Linked DNA regions of Gossypium hirsutum: all the other regions are linked to region 2. The links are chromatin contacts, called in public Hi-C maps. All regions are on one chromosome and are shown on one strand. Each heading gives the region's core, a stretch centred on a gene start, on an enhancer-like site or on the middle of the called end of the contact. The rest is flanking DNA. Distances are from core to core; before and after follow the strand shown.

Evidence for each region. Hi-C and Micro-C count contacts between places; a contact is called where the count stands out from the background.
Region 1: a Hi-C map of leaf shows a contact between it and region 2, with 2.6 times the contacts expected there. The contact joins the promoter of LOC107886540 here to the promoter of LOC107886476 in region 2. A contact is called at or near these places in 2 of 34 Hi-C or Micro-C datasets (both in leaf).
Region 3: a contact with region 2 is called in a Hi-C map of leaf, with 6 times the contacts expected there. The contact joins the promoter of LOC107886536 here to the promoter of LOC107886476 in region 2. A contact is called at or near these places in 2 of 34 Hi-C or Micro-C datasets (both in leaf).

Annotation. Positions count from the first base shown.
Region 1 is chrA03:97,139,486-97,143,829 of Gossypium_hirsutum_v2.1, forward strand. LOC107886540 (60S ribosomal protein L27a-3) reads left to right here and starts at 1,350. Exons shown (of 1, transcript XM_016810533.2): 1 at 1,350-2,013. The coding sequence starts at 1,455. The coding sequence ends at 1,895.
Region 2 is chrA03:96,569,403-96,573,656 of Gossypium_hirsutum_v2.1, forward strand. It overlaps LOC107886476, which reads left to right and starts at 2,064. Exons shown (of 15, transcript XM_016810447.2): 1 at 2,064-2,791; 2 at 3,678-3,836; 3 at 3,967-4,078; 4 at 4,188-4,254. The coding sequence starts at 3,817.
Region 3 is chrA03:95,885,288-95,889,092 of Gossypium_hirsutum_v2.1, forward strand. It overlaps LOC107886536 (paramyosin), which reads left to right and starts at 2,290. Exons shown (of 6, transcript XM_016810525.2): 1 at 2,290-2,412; 2 at 2,607-3,805. The coding sequence starts at 2,675.

The sequences.
Region 1 (4,344 bases), core at 100-2,599, 570 kb after region 2:
AACTTTGAGCGTAGTAATACTTGACTCAAACTCGCAAGCCTTATTGAGCTTTTTATAATTTTATATTATTAAATTACGTTATTATCCTTAATATGTATTATTAACCTTAAACTTAATTATTGAGTTGAGCTTGAGCTCGAGTTCAGAAATTAGTAAACGAGCTTAATCAAGCTCGATTATATCTTGAGCCGAGCTTAAGCTTGGCAGTATTCAGGCTTGGCTCGGTTCGATTATGCCCGTAGTTGAGCCATTAATCCCCAATTTCCATGCTGAAACCCATCTTATTAATAGGTGTTGCAGACCAAAATGAAAGTACGAAAAGCATATGTCTTAGCTGCCCTGCTTCATTGACATTAGCAATTTACTAATCTGGGAATGGTGTGTTATATGTGGTGCCATTGCTTAATGTGGTCGTACGTGTTCAAGAAGTTATGGTAAAGTTCATGGATGTAGAAGGGAAAGAAATAGACATTTATTATGGAACCATAAATTGGTAATTCACTTGGTGACCATCTTATTTTGTAATTGGTATTTTGAGATCTAAACTATGTAGGTTAAAATTATTTTGAAGACGATACTTTGATCGAGTTTTCTTTATTTTCTAGTACTATTACCGTCTACCCGTAAGCATGAGAAATGCATTAAGTGAGTGAGGCATAAGGTTAATTTCTTGCTTGGTACCACAGTGATTTAAGTGTTGATTTGAGGCGAAGCTGAAACAATACATACAGCAGTGAGTGAAGAATAAGATGACTATAAAACAATAACCAAAATTTCCCACTGCAACCACAGTTGTAACTTTGAAATAAAACTGTTGCCAAGAAGGGAAGCAAGGCTGTAGCTTTGAGGTTCAGCAAAGAGAGGGCTTTCATTTTCCTGCTCTTAAATGTACCCCGGAAGTGAGCGTGTTGAAATCCACATGGCTAACGCAACGACGTGTTCGGTTGATTGTCATGGTTCAACTAGCTAAGCTTTTCCGGTATCGCGAGGCAATTTGTAGGCTGCAACGCTACCTTAAAAACTGTGGTTGTTTGTTACAACCCTTTCAACAAAAGCAAATGAAACATGATTTACTGGACTTTATCACTAATATTATATTAGTTTACTTAAATTAGTAGTGAACACATTAGCCGAGCAAATGTGAAACTAACCTTAAGGCCCAACCCCAATCAAAATATATCCTATGCTAAATTTATCTATATATTTTCCCAAATATGAAAATAACCTCCTATCAGCAAATTTATAAAAAAAAAAAATCACAATTCTAGGATCCAAATGAACCTTTAAGCCCAACGTGATAAGGGCCAACCCCTGTTTAGATCCATCAAATCACAAAGCCCTAAAAGGCAAAACCCCATTGTCCACCACACAATAAAAACTGACAAAACCCTATTTTCATTTTTCTCGTCTATAAGCCGCGCTTCAGAAGTCCCGTTCAATCCAAGTATCTAACAATGTCAACCCGTTTCAAGAAGAATCGTAAGAAGCGCGGCCACGTGAGCGCCGGTCATGGCCGTATCGGCAAGCACCGCAAGCACCCGGGGGGTCGAGGAAACGCCGGAGGTATGCACCACCACCGGATCCTCTTCGACAAGTATCACCCTGGGTATTTCGGGAAAGTGGGTATGAGGTACTTCCACAAACTCTGCAACAAGTTTTACTGCCCCATCGTCAACATCGACAAGCTTTGGTCTCTCGTTCCACAAGACGTGAAGGCAAAGGCCAACAAGGATTCGGCGCCGATGATCGACGTGACCCAGTTCGGGTACTTTAAGGTCTTGGGAAAAGGTGTGCTGCCCCAGAATCAACCGATGGTGGTTAAGGCTAAGTTAGTATCTAAGACTGCTGAGAAGAAGATTAAGGAGGCTGGTGGGGCGGTTGTTCTCACTGCCTAGGTTAGGGTTTTTGCTTTTGGATCTCTTATATTATCATCTAGGACTTAATTTTTTAAATGAGATTTTACCATAACATTCTTAATTTTGCTTCAACAATATATGGTATGGTGTTTATTTACTTGTGTTTTGCTTTGTTGCATTTGCTTGATTTAAGTTAAGATGCGGAAATTCTTGATACTTTACTGAGATTATTATTAGCTTTTCGTGCTATCTCTATCGTCAGACCATTGCACATTCTGTATCAATCCATTCATTCCCAAATTGGCTTAACCTTCCAATGCACTGCCATTCTTTTGTTGTCAACAATGTTTTTCATAATTTCGTCTCTAGATTTTATGATACATGAGGTAATTCCTCCTTCGATAGAGTAGTGTTGGAAAATCTCCATCAAGAGTGGTCCCTTTGCTAATCAATGCTGGAAAAAAGATATTGAAATTAAGATTATTATCAAGTGCTTATGTCTGGATTGGAGTAAGCCTTTGGCTCAGTGATTTAAATTCGCAATTATTGTAATTCACGTTCATCATTTTGGTCATTGTCCTTTACAGATGACAATTCGCGATTGCATACCAATTTAAACTTTAAAGGACTAATTATTAATCAAAATTGAACATTTTATTATTTTTTGGGCTTGCGTTCCGACCCAACACCGTCCTAAGTTGTCCCCTCCAGGTCGACTCAGCCGCTGCTTCCCCACTCTGCTCAACCGTTTGCATCATAAAGAAACGAAGTAGAATGATGGTTGCTCAACAAATAAGTATAAACATCTATTCTTCTTTTGTCTCTGAAAATTTTGAAAGGCAGACTATCGATGCAACAGCTAATTTTTGAACCCTCCACTAAAATAAAACAAAAGTGTTGATTAAGCAGAGAAAAAGCACATATACACATGAGAACTTTTGTACCAAATGTGGCTTCGTTTGAATCTGATCGTTAAATTCACAGGTGGTTTATGCCTGTAAACATCGGCCTCACCTTTCTGGTTGGAATAATTCTTGGGTGGATCGTGGTTAAGATACTGAAACCAAAACCCTATCTGGAGGGTCTTATCATTGCTACATGTTCATCTGGTAAGGTTGACGCACACACCTTTAGTTTTGTTAAAGCCCCCTTCAAGTAACTATGTATTTAAAAATAAATTCTTGTTGAATTAGGGAACTTTTGAAATCTTCTCCTGCAATCTGTAATGGGGATGGAAGCTCGTTTGGGGATAGTAATGTTTGCAGCACAGTTGCATCTTTTTCAATGGCGGTAATGTGATATCATATTTCAAGCTTATTTTTTATGTACAATAAGCGTTGGGTTGCAGGAATTAGTTGTTTACTCATTACAAAGTAATAAAATGTTTAATTTTGGTTATATTTTAGTACTTTAAAGTTTAAAGTGGTAAGCAACGGTAAATTTTGTCATGTGGTATCTACGTATAAAAAAAATCATTTCATATTTTTATTAGAATTTTTAATGGGAATGATAAATTTTTTATTTAAATATATTTAATAATTGAGTGACTATATATATAACCAATCTCATAATAAAACATAACAATAATAATTTCAATTGTAAAAAGCTATTTTTAATGATTTTTAAAGGTTTACAACAGTCAATGAAATAAAATGTGAAAACTTAATTTTTTTAATCATTATAGTAAAATATTTCTATTATTAAAATACGTTTATTTACATAAGAATATAATTTTTATCATAGTCAAAACCATTTTTTGAATAAAAATAGTTTGATAATTTTTGAGAAAAATATGAAAATTTTAATTTTTTAAAATGATGGAATTCTATTAAGGAAACAGGAGTCATTATCAATTTTTTTATTAGGTGTGATTAGACACCTATAAAATCACATATTTAAAGGAAAATTTTGCAAATTCTTTTAAAAAGATAATGATTTGATCTGAACTTTAAAAATTAGAGTAAACTCGAGTTCAAGAGGAAAATATTAACACCCTCGTTACGCTTAGAAATATTAACACCTTGTTTAATACGTATTTTTAAATTTCGAATATTAAAAGTTAGAATACAATATTTTAATATAATCCCATAAATTTTAAGTATACATGAATTTTATTAATTGAGTGAATTTAATTTTGAAACTCAAAAATTTAATTTATTTTTATTTTTTAAATTCACTCGAATTTAAGGATATTTTAACATTAAGAACAATAAAGGGAATAACTTGCATTAGGATGATTCTAAAAACTAAGATTTTTAGTCACCAATAAAATTTTGTCACATCATCAAATTTTAAAGAAATTAAATTATTATTATACACTCATCTATAGAGAAATTATTTTATGGATCATTCCCACCACATTATTCATGGTCCATTTCAACAATTTTTTTCATCTCATTGACATTTAATTTTGATAATATTTTACTCTGAACCCTAAATTTAAAATTCTAAACCCTAAATCATAAACCCAAACTTATAATCTCAAGTC
Region 2 (4,254 bases), core at 814-3,313:
GATCAATTATCAAATTAATATTAGTATCGCTTTCTACTTGCGAGGAGATCACCAGAATCTAGGGGCGAGGCCTTATCCTATAGTAACTGTAAAAGAAGTTCTTGGTTTCCTTTTTAAATCTTGTTAGAATTAGACCCAAGTCATCATTGGTGTCATTTGCTACATAGGGCCATGTCTGTCTTTCAAGGTCTGCACCTAAAGCTTCAGAAACTTCTCTGTTGTCACCTCGCCTATATCTATCGAGGCTAAAGTCCTCTAAACAGAATTGAAATACGTTTCTCACGGTTATAAGATCTTCAATAATAGGAAATTGCTAGCACGAAGCCTTTACAACTGGGCTGAACTACCATTTGTCTTTACAGTTCGCCTGAATGAACACGTGTCCTTATTAGATGCGAACCACTCTGTAGGAAAACTAAACCCGTCTGTGAGCCTACATCTCACCCTAATATATTTTCTCCAGTTCAGCTAAAGATTAGCACATTTGTTCGTAATTATGGTCTCACCTTTATCATAAGGGGAAAAATTGTAAAAGCCCAATGAGTTCCCTCGGTTTTGGGCCTTTAATAGATATAAGCTTCGGAACACCACGAGCCATGGTGCTTTGTTATGTTGGCAGTAATCAATAAAATAAGCCATTGTGGTCCACCAAGAGAACCCACAGAGTTAACGAAGAGCAATCTGGTAATCTTGAAGAAGATGACAGAAGAACGGATACAAGGGCAAGTGGAACTTTACTTCTAGAGCATGGAGGAGGAGCAGAAAGCTATCATCACTAGTATCACTGAGCCTGTGAAGCCTCTTAGGGATGGAAAATTTGCAAGTAAAATTGGGGATTTGAATCTCCCGTGCACTCAAAACTCGACCTATTTCTTCATATTTTTGTAGCACAGATGAAGAAATTGGCTTCTATAATGACCTTTGAAGCACACTCTCGCGGTGGACAACAGAGAATTATTCGACCATCAGCACTCCTCATTTTCGACATGTTTTTTTTATGTAGAAAGAAAAGAAAAGGAAAGAAGATGTTACCTTGAAGAAAATCTCAATCAAGCCTATTTGTAGGAAATGTTAAGATTGTGAGTTTAGGGTTTCCAAAAACCTCTTTTAAATAAGTTTCTCTTCCCTGTGTTTTGACAGTTCAAATGACCGAGAAACACCAATGGTCAGATACAAACAGACGCGATCTATTCGTACACGTGGAAAAGTTAACGTCATGTCCCAGTAGTTGCTGCGTACTCAGCAAGGCTATATAAATGGGAAGTGATGGCTCTAAGGAGTGCCACTTTATAGCCTTCTTTAAACCCAATAGGGATGATTAGATTGTTATGTACTTATAATCACCAACCTAAGAATTAGATAAGGTCTAGGTCGCCAACCCGCGACCTGAAAGTTCACAGGGGGAGCTCACAAGGGAACTCGCTGTCTCAAATCGCATATATCCGAGTTCGTATATGGGGGACACGAAGTCTAGCAAGTAGCCTAAAATAGTACATGTGTTGTACATGCATAAAGTCTACTAAGAACATCAATTCCACAAACAATAATCATGTATATAAATATTCGATTATCCCTTTTAATGAGACACAATGGAAAGTTACTCAACAAAAATAAATTATTTTCTATGACATCAGTGATTCAATCAGTAGTAAAAGAGAGTGTTTATTTGGTGTTTTGAGTTTAAATTTTATTATACGCATATATATTTTTAGAATTTATTTGTTATTTATTATTTACCATTTAAAAACTTCAATAAATTGCTTTTATTTTGTTTTTCTTTGGAATTTATTTATTATTTACTATTTTCATAATCGAGACCTATGAAAATTAAAAAAAAAAAGGCGCTATTCATTTATAGCTCTAGATTTAAGTCTAATAAAAAACGGAATGAAATTTCAAATTTGATTTAAGAGTCCGGTTGATGGGTGCGTAAAGGCAATACTTAAAGTAATATTTACCATTTAAAAAACTTTAATAAAGTGCTTTTATTGATTAAAAAATTGAACATGAATTATATTTTTTGATTTATTTATTTTATATAAAGGCAAAGGAAAGGCACATGCGTAACTTTTTTTCATTTGTTCCTTCACACGCTTTTATCCGATTACACCTACACCCAAAACAAAAATGAGAAGAGTAAATTTAAGACGGTTAAGAAAATTAGTTGGCAGGAAATCTAGGAAGTTTCAGTTGGGGGCTGGCAATTTGAATGTCAAAACCTCCCCCATTGCACCTGTCCATTCACCCATTCATCCATTCATCTAATATATATGTTTAACTTTGTTCCAGGGTACTATTTGCATATTAACTACATTTTTCTTTTAAATATTTATATAGCGAAAAAAATAAGAACCCAAATTCTAATTTCAATCTCTGCTCATCAAAACTTAGAAACAGTAGAAACATTTTTCTAATATCTTCTCTCTTTTTCCTTCATTTTCTCTGTTTCTTTCCCCAGATTTTTTAAAATTTTACGATTTCTTTTCTTCTACCAAAAAGTAGTACAGAAAAAAAGGATAGAATTCTTTTCTTTTTTTTTTTGGGGAAACTGAAATTCATCGTTCAGTTTCAGGTCTTTTTTCCTTCAAGTTTTCTATATTTTTTTTTCTGTTAGTAAGGCAATCAAGAAGTTCGTTCTCTCAATTCTCGAGAGAGAAGCATAAACTTATTTCTTGCATATTTTCAGTTAAAGAGGAGAAGGTGATTTTTCTCGTGATTTAGAGCCATTTTAAATACAGTTTCAGTTTCCATCAGATCCTTTTCAGTTGTTCTCAATTATCTTTCCATTCAGGTAAGTAAATATTTGTAGTTTCTTTTCTTTCATTTAGCTTAGTTTTCCGTTTGTTTCTCGAGGAAATTCATCGTCTCACCTGCAGCCTATATAATCATTCAATTATTTTAAACCTTTCTAATTAGATTTTGAATCTTTGATTCGTTATTTTAGTGTATCCATTTTTTGCTCGTACTTACTTACTTTCTTTTCTTTTTTATCTGGTTAATAAATTTTATTTATTGTTTGAAATTTATTGGACCAAAAAAAAGTAATAGGAAAGGAGTTGAATCTGAGATTTTTAAAGGAATAAAACCTGATTTTAAGCAAACTTTGAGGTCAGGTTTATGTTTTTGGTCATTTTGTTCAGTATTATATTTCAACCTAAGCAACGCAAGGTTATGCTATTAACTAAAATAAAATAAAATCTCGGTATTGCAGTTTTTTAATTCTACAATTGTCGGATATTAGTTAAAAAAGAAAAGAAGGGAAAGACACATGTCTACTTGATTATGGAGTTAATAGAATTTATGATAGGAATTTCTCTGGTTTTGTGATTGTCCGGCGACCGTGATCTTTTGTCCAGGGGATAGCACATGGTTGCTTACTTTGTTGCGTTATGTGGAAGAGGTTCTTAGACGCTTCTTATGGGGATTCTTACATCTTTTTACAATATAATAAGATCCTTGGGTTAAGTGTTAAAGGCCGGAGTAATTAGCTTGTCTTTTCCTGTCTGCATAAACTGGTAAAATTGATTCAACTAGGATATCAGCTTGGAATTAGGTGCCATTCCCATGAAGTTGCTGTTTGAATCTCAGTTCTTGTTGGTGTGCATCTTGGTTTCTTTTAACTGTAACTATTGTTTTGCTTCATCATTTTAGTTTTAATAATAAAATTTGTTATTCAGGTCCTTTTGCTGAGGGTCTCTCTTTGTTTCATGGAGAATGGGCAACTGAATGCCTGCTAATTAATGCTCAAAGCCTCTTGCAATCTGAATTGCCCATAGTTTGTTGTGAATATACAATTCAGACGAATTTTTAAATAGAATGGGGATCTTTACACGCAGGTGCATGACTTATGGCGCCCTTTTAATTAAAAAGAATAAAGTTTATATTGTGTCTTATTGTGTATATCTATAGAAAAGGTTACTTAGATGTGGAAGTTATTTAACTTTTATTCCATCTTGGTGACTGCAGTACGGTTAGTAGAAAGCCAAATGAGAGCATGAGGCTTATTGTGACAACATTTGTTGGAGTAGTTTTTGGCTTCTTAATTGGATTATCTTTCCCAAAATTGTCATTAACAAAGGTAGGCAAACCATTTCCCCCTTTTAATTTTATTTTCATTATTATGCATCTAGCAATAATGATCTTTCTCATCTGCGTAATGGAACTTTTGTGCTGTCTGAATTTGGCAGTTCAATATATCATCTGGCATTCTTACGACCATTGATATCAAATACACTGAATATACCAACTCAGTCC
Region 3 (3,805 bases), core at 1,040-3,539, 680 kb before region 2:
TATATATATATATGTATATATTTGAAAAAGCTATCATTCATTTCATCATTTTGGGCTAACGAAATTTGCCTCAATATAGTTTTTGTTCTTCTTCTTCTTTTAATGGATGCTTTGATAAAGTTTTACTAGATGCTTAAACGTACGTCAGGTACATGACTAATGCATTTTTATACCACATCGGTAGTATGAATTTTCAATAACCTTCAAATATTTTGACTACAATTTTTTTGTTTTACATTATTATTCGTTTTCTAGTGATTAGAAGTATCACTGGTTATTAGTACATTTCCAACCACATCCTCAATTACAATGACAACCATGAACTCTATATTTTCATTTTTCATAATTGTTATGTATTGCTACATTCACTTCGGGGAATGGAGCATAATTAGTGAAACGAATAACTTGTTATTTTGTTTAGCTATAAGAATACATGATATCAATTTATAATACTTTTTAAAACATTTTAAACAGTAAGCAGAGAATTATTGACGCAATCAAGATTACCACTAAGCTACATGTGAACATCAAATAAAAGGAATAAACAATTTTAAAAATATTATTCTCATTACTACAAATAAAACAAAGGTGGAGGTATAGAAACCCATAAAGAAATTCTCGGGTGCAAATGCTGGAAAGAAAAATTCTTTGTGAGCTTTGATCATCTTTATACAAGTTAGCATGTACTAACCTTGCTAGCCCGTAAAATCTAGTTATTATAGCTAAACTAAATGCATTAAAAATATATATTACATTTTACCAGTGCATAATGATCAATAATTAACCAGGTTTACTTGGTTAAGTTGAAATGATGCATGGTGGATATTTAAAAAGAAAGAGAAGTGGTAACTTCCATCATAAATCAACAAATTAAATGGAAAAAACTATGACCAGTAATAACAATAAAAGAGGTAATATTCATCAAGAATTTCAAGAGCTACTTATAGAAAATGTCAAATAGTGTATTGGCCAATCATATTTTAAATAAAATTAGGAACTTAATGCACATGTCAATTGAATGCAAAACACACAAAATTAACAAACAACAAATCTCTTTCAAAAAATGCCTGATAGGTTACATATAACATTATGCATTAACATGAAATCCCAATCTACCACGTAGTCCATAAATAATAAATCCATGAAAGAGTATGCAAGCAGCAATGTAAAACAAACAAACAAATAATATAATATAAAATTTTATGCAAATTATCTAGATCAAGAAAATAAGATATAAATTAAAACAAATTGAAATAATTGAAAAAAATTACTAACCTTTTAAAAAAATGGTGAAAAAATCAAATAGTTTAACAAAAAAAAGATTTGTATGCTTTGAATATTTCTCTTTCTATCAAAATATGATGAACAAATTAAAACAATTATGAAAATACATATGTCGTATATAGTTTAATGGAAGATTTATAGGCAGATAACGTGTTATCAAATAATCAAGTAAAAGAATACTAAAAAAGTAAACAATAGATCAAATCAATAGATAATTTTCGCGTATCTCATTTCACGCATATAAGGGTTTTATTTATAATTATTGCCATTTAATACAACACACATAAATGAAGCTTAGTTAAGTGCTTCATTAACACAACTTGCATATTTACTTTCATAATGAATGAGAGGGATTTTATCTCATAAATAAAGGGATTAGAATTTGGACATCCACATTTATTTGTAACAGTTTATTTGATTTTTTATTTTTTAAAAGTTTTCATTTTTTATTTTTTCATCATTTGAAAATTTTTATTTTATTTAATATTTTCATATTTTTCATATTTTTAGAATAAAATTTTATCATTTTTATAAATTGGAATAAAGTTTTATCATTTTTATAACTTGGAACTTAAATGTTAAGAAATTAATAATTAAATCTAAATTAAAAAACTACACTATTAACTTTTAATTAGGAATGCATTTGGATGAACGATGAATTTTTTTACTATTAATATAAAAATAATAATGAAAGTGAAATTAAATATTATAATGTGAGAGAAAAAATAACTAAATGCACTATCAACCGTCTATTCAAACGGACCATAAGAAATCAATAATTTTTAAGTGCAATTACGAGAAATTATTCGCATTTAAGGGTTTATTTAATTGTTTTTTCAACCCCTAAATTTTCCGGTTGGAAGTCAAATCCTAAAACGTAATCCTCTTAATCAATCTGACCCGTCAAATTAGAATACCAAAAAGAAGCTACTCAACGTGGCACCATCTAAGCCGTATATTCACCAAAACATAAACCTTTTAATTTCATATTTTAAAATTTTAAAATTGTTTTCCTTGTGAAGTTAATTTCCTTTCAAGGCGCTAATAAAATAAAATACCAGAGACCAAGGAGAGACTGGTTGGTAGCTAATCGTGTTCTTTGTTCTTCGGCTTCACCGTCTCGTTTAGGTAACGACACCCCTATTTCTCTTAATCTTAATTTCACTAGACCTCTTTTTGGAAGCAATTTCTGGTTATAATTTAATCGTAATTTATCCTCACCTGTTTTTTTCCCTATTTCAATGATTTCATTTCCTTCCTCCCTTCTCAACTAATATCGATCGGTTACTTCCATTATCTTCCTCCTCTGCTTCCAATTCTAGGGTTCGGATCGCACCAAAATACGGGATTTTTTACTGTCGATTATATAAATAATTGGCTTCTTTTTTAAATGACGAGTGCGGGCAATGAAGAAGTCGATGCAGTGCTCAGTGACGTGGAGTCTGATGAGCCGGTACCGATTGTTATTAAAGATCCGTCTCGAGAGGATGTATCGGTCGAGAAATTCCGTGAAATTCTGGCGGAGCTCGATCGCGAGAAACAAGCACGAGAAGCTGCCGAGAATTCCAAATCAGAACTTCAAGTTTCGTTTAATCGATTAAAAGCTTTGGCTCACGAGGCGATTAAGAAGCGAGATGAGTGTGGGAGACAACGTGACGAAGCTCTCCGCGAGAAAGAAGAAGCTTTGAGATCGAACGATAACTTAACGGCGCAATTAGCTGAAGCTAATAAGATTAAAGTCGAGGTTACGAAACAGAGAGAAGATTTGGCGAAGCAATTGGAGGAAGCGTCCAAGGGAAAAGATGGATTGCGATCGGAGATCGAGACTTCTGCTCATATGCTTGTTTCAGGTATAGAAAAAATATCTGGAAAAGTTAATAATTTCAAGAACTTCTCTGCTGGAGGATTGCCGCGATCGCAAAAGTACACCGGACTGCCCTCCGTTGCTTATGGAGTCATCAAAAGAACAAACGAGATCGTTGAAGAGCTCGTTAAACAGATCGAAACCACAACCAAATCTAGAAACGAAGCCAGGGAGCAGATAGAGCAACGAAATTACGAAATTGCCATTGAAGTTTCTCAGCTTGAAGCTACATTAAGTGGGTTACGAGATGAGGTGGCAAAGAAAACTAATATAATTGAAAATTTAGAGAAGAATATAGCTGAAAAGGATGGGAAGATTGGGGAGATTGAAAAAGAGATGTCGGAGAAGATTAATTTGGCACAGGATGAATTAATGGAGTTGAGGAACTTGACCAGTGAATATGATGATAAATTGAAAATTTGGCAGATGAGGATGGAATTACAGAGACCGTTACTGGTTGATCAGTTGAATTTCGTTTCTAGAATTCATGAAATTATTTATGATGTTATTAAGATTGTTGATGCTGATAATATGGATCAGTCAGATGTATCGGAGTCCTTTTTTCTTCCACAAGAGACAGATTCTGTGGAAAATATACGCGCTTGTTTGGCGGGGATGGAGTCTATCTATGAATTAACAGGAATTCTTGCTGGGAAA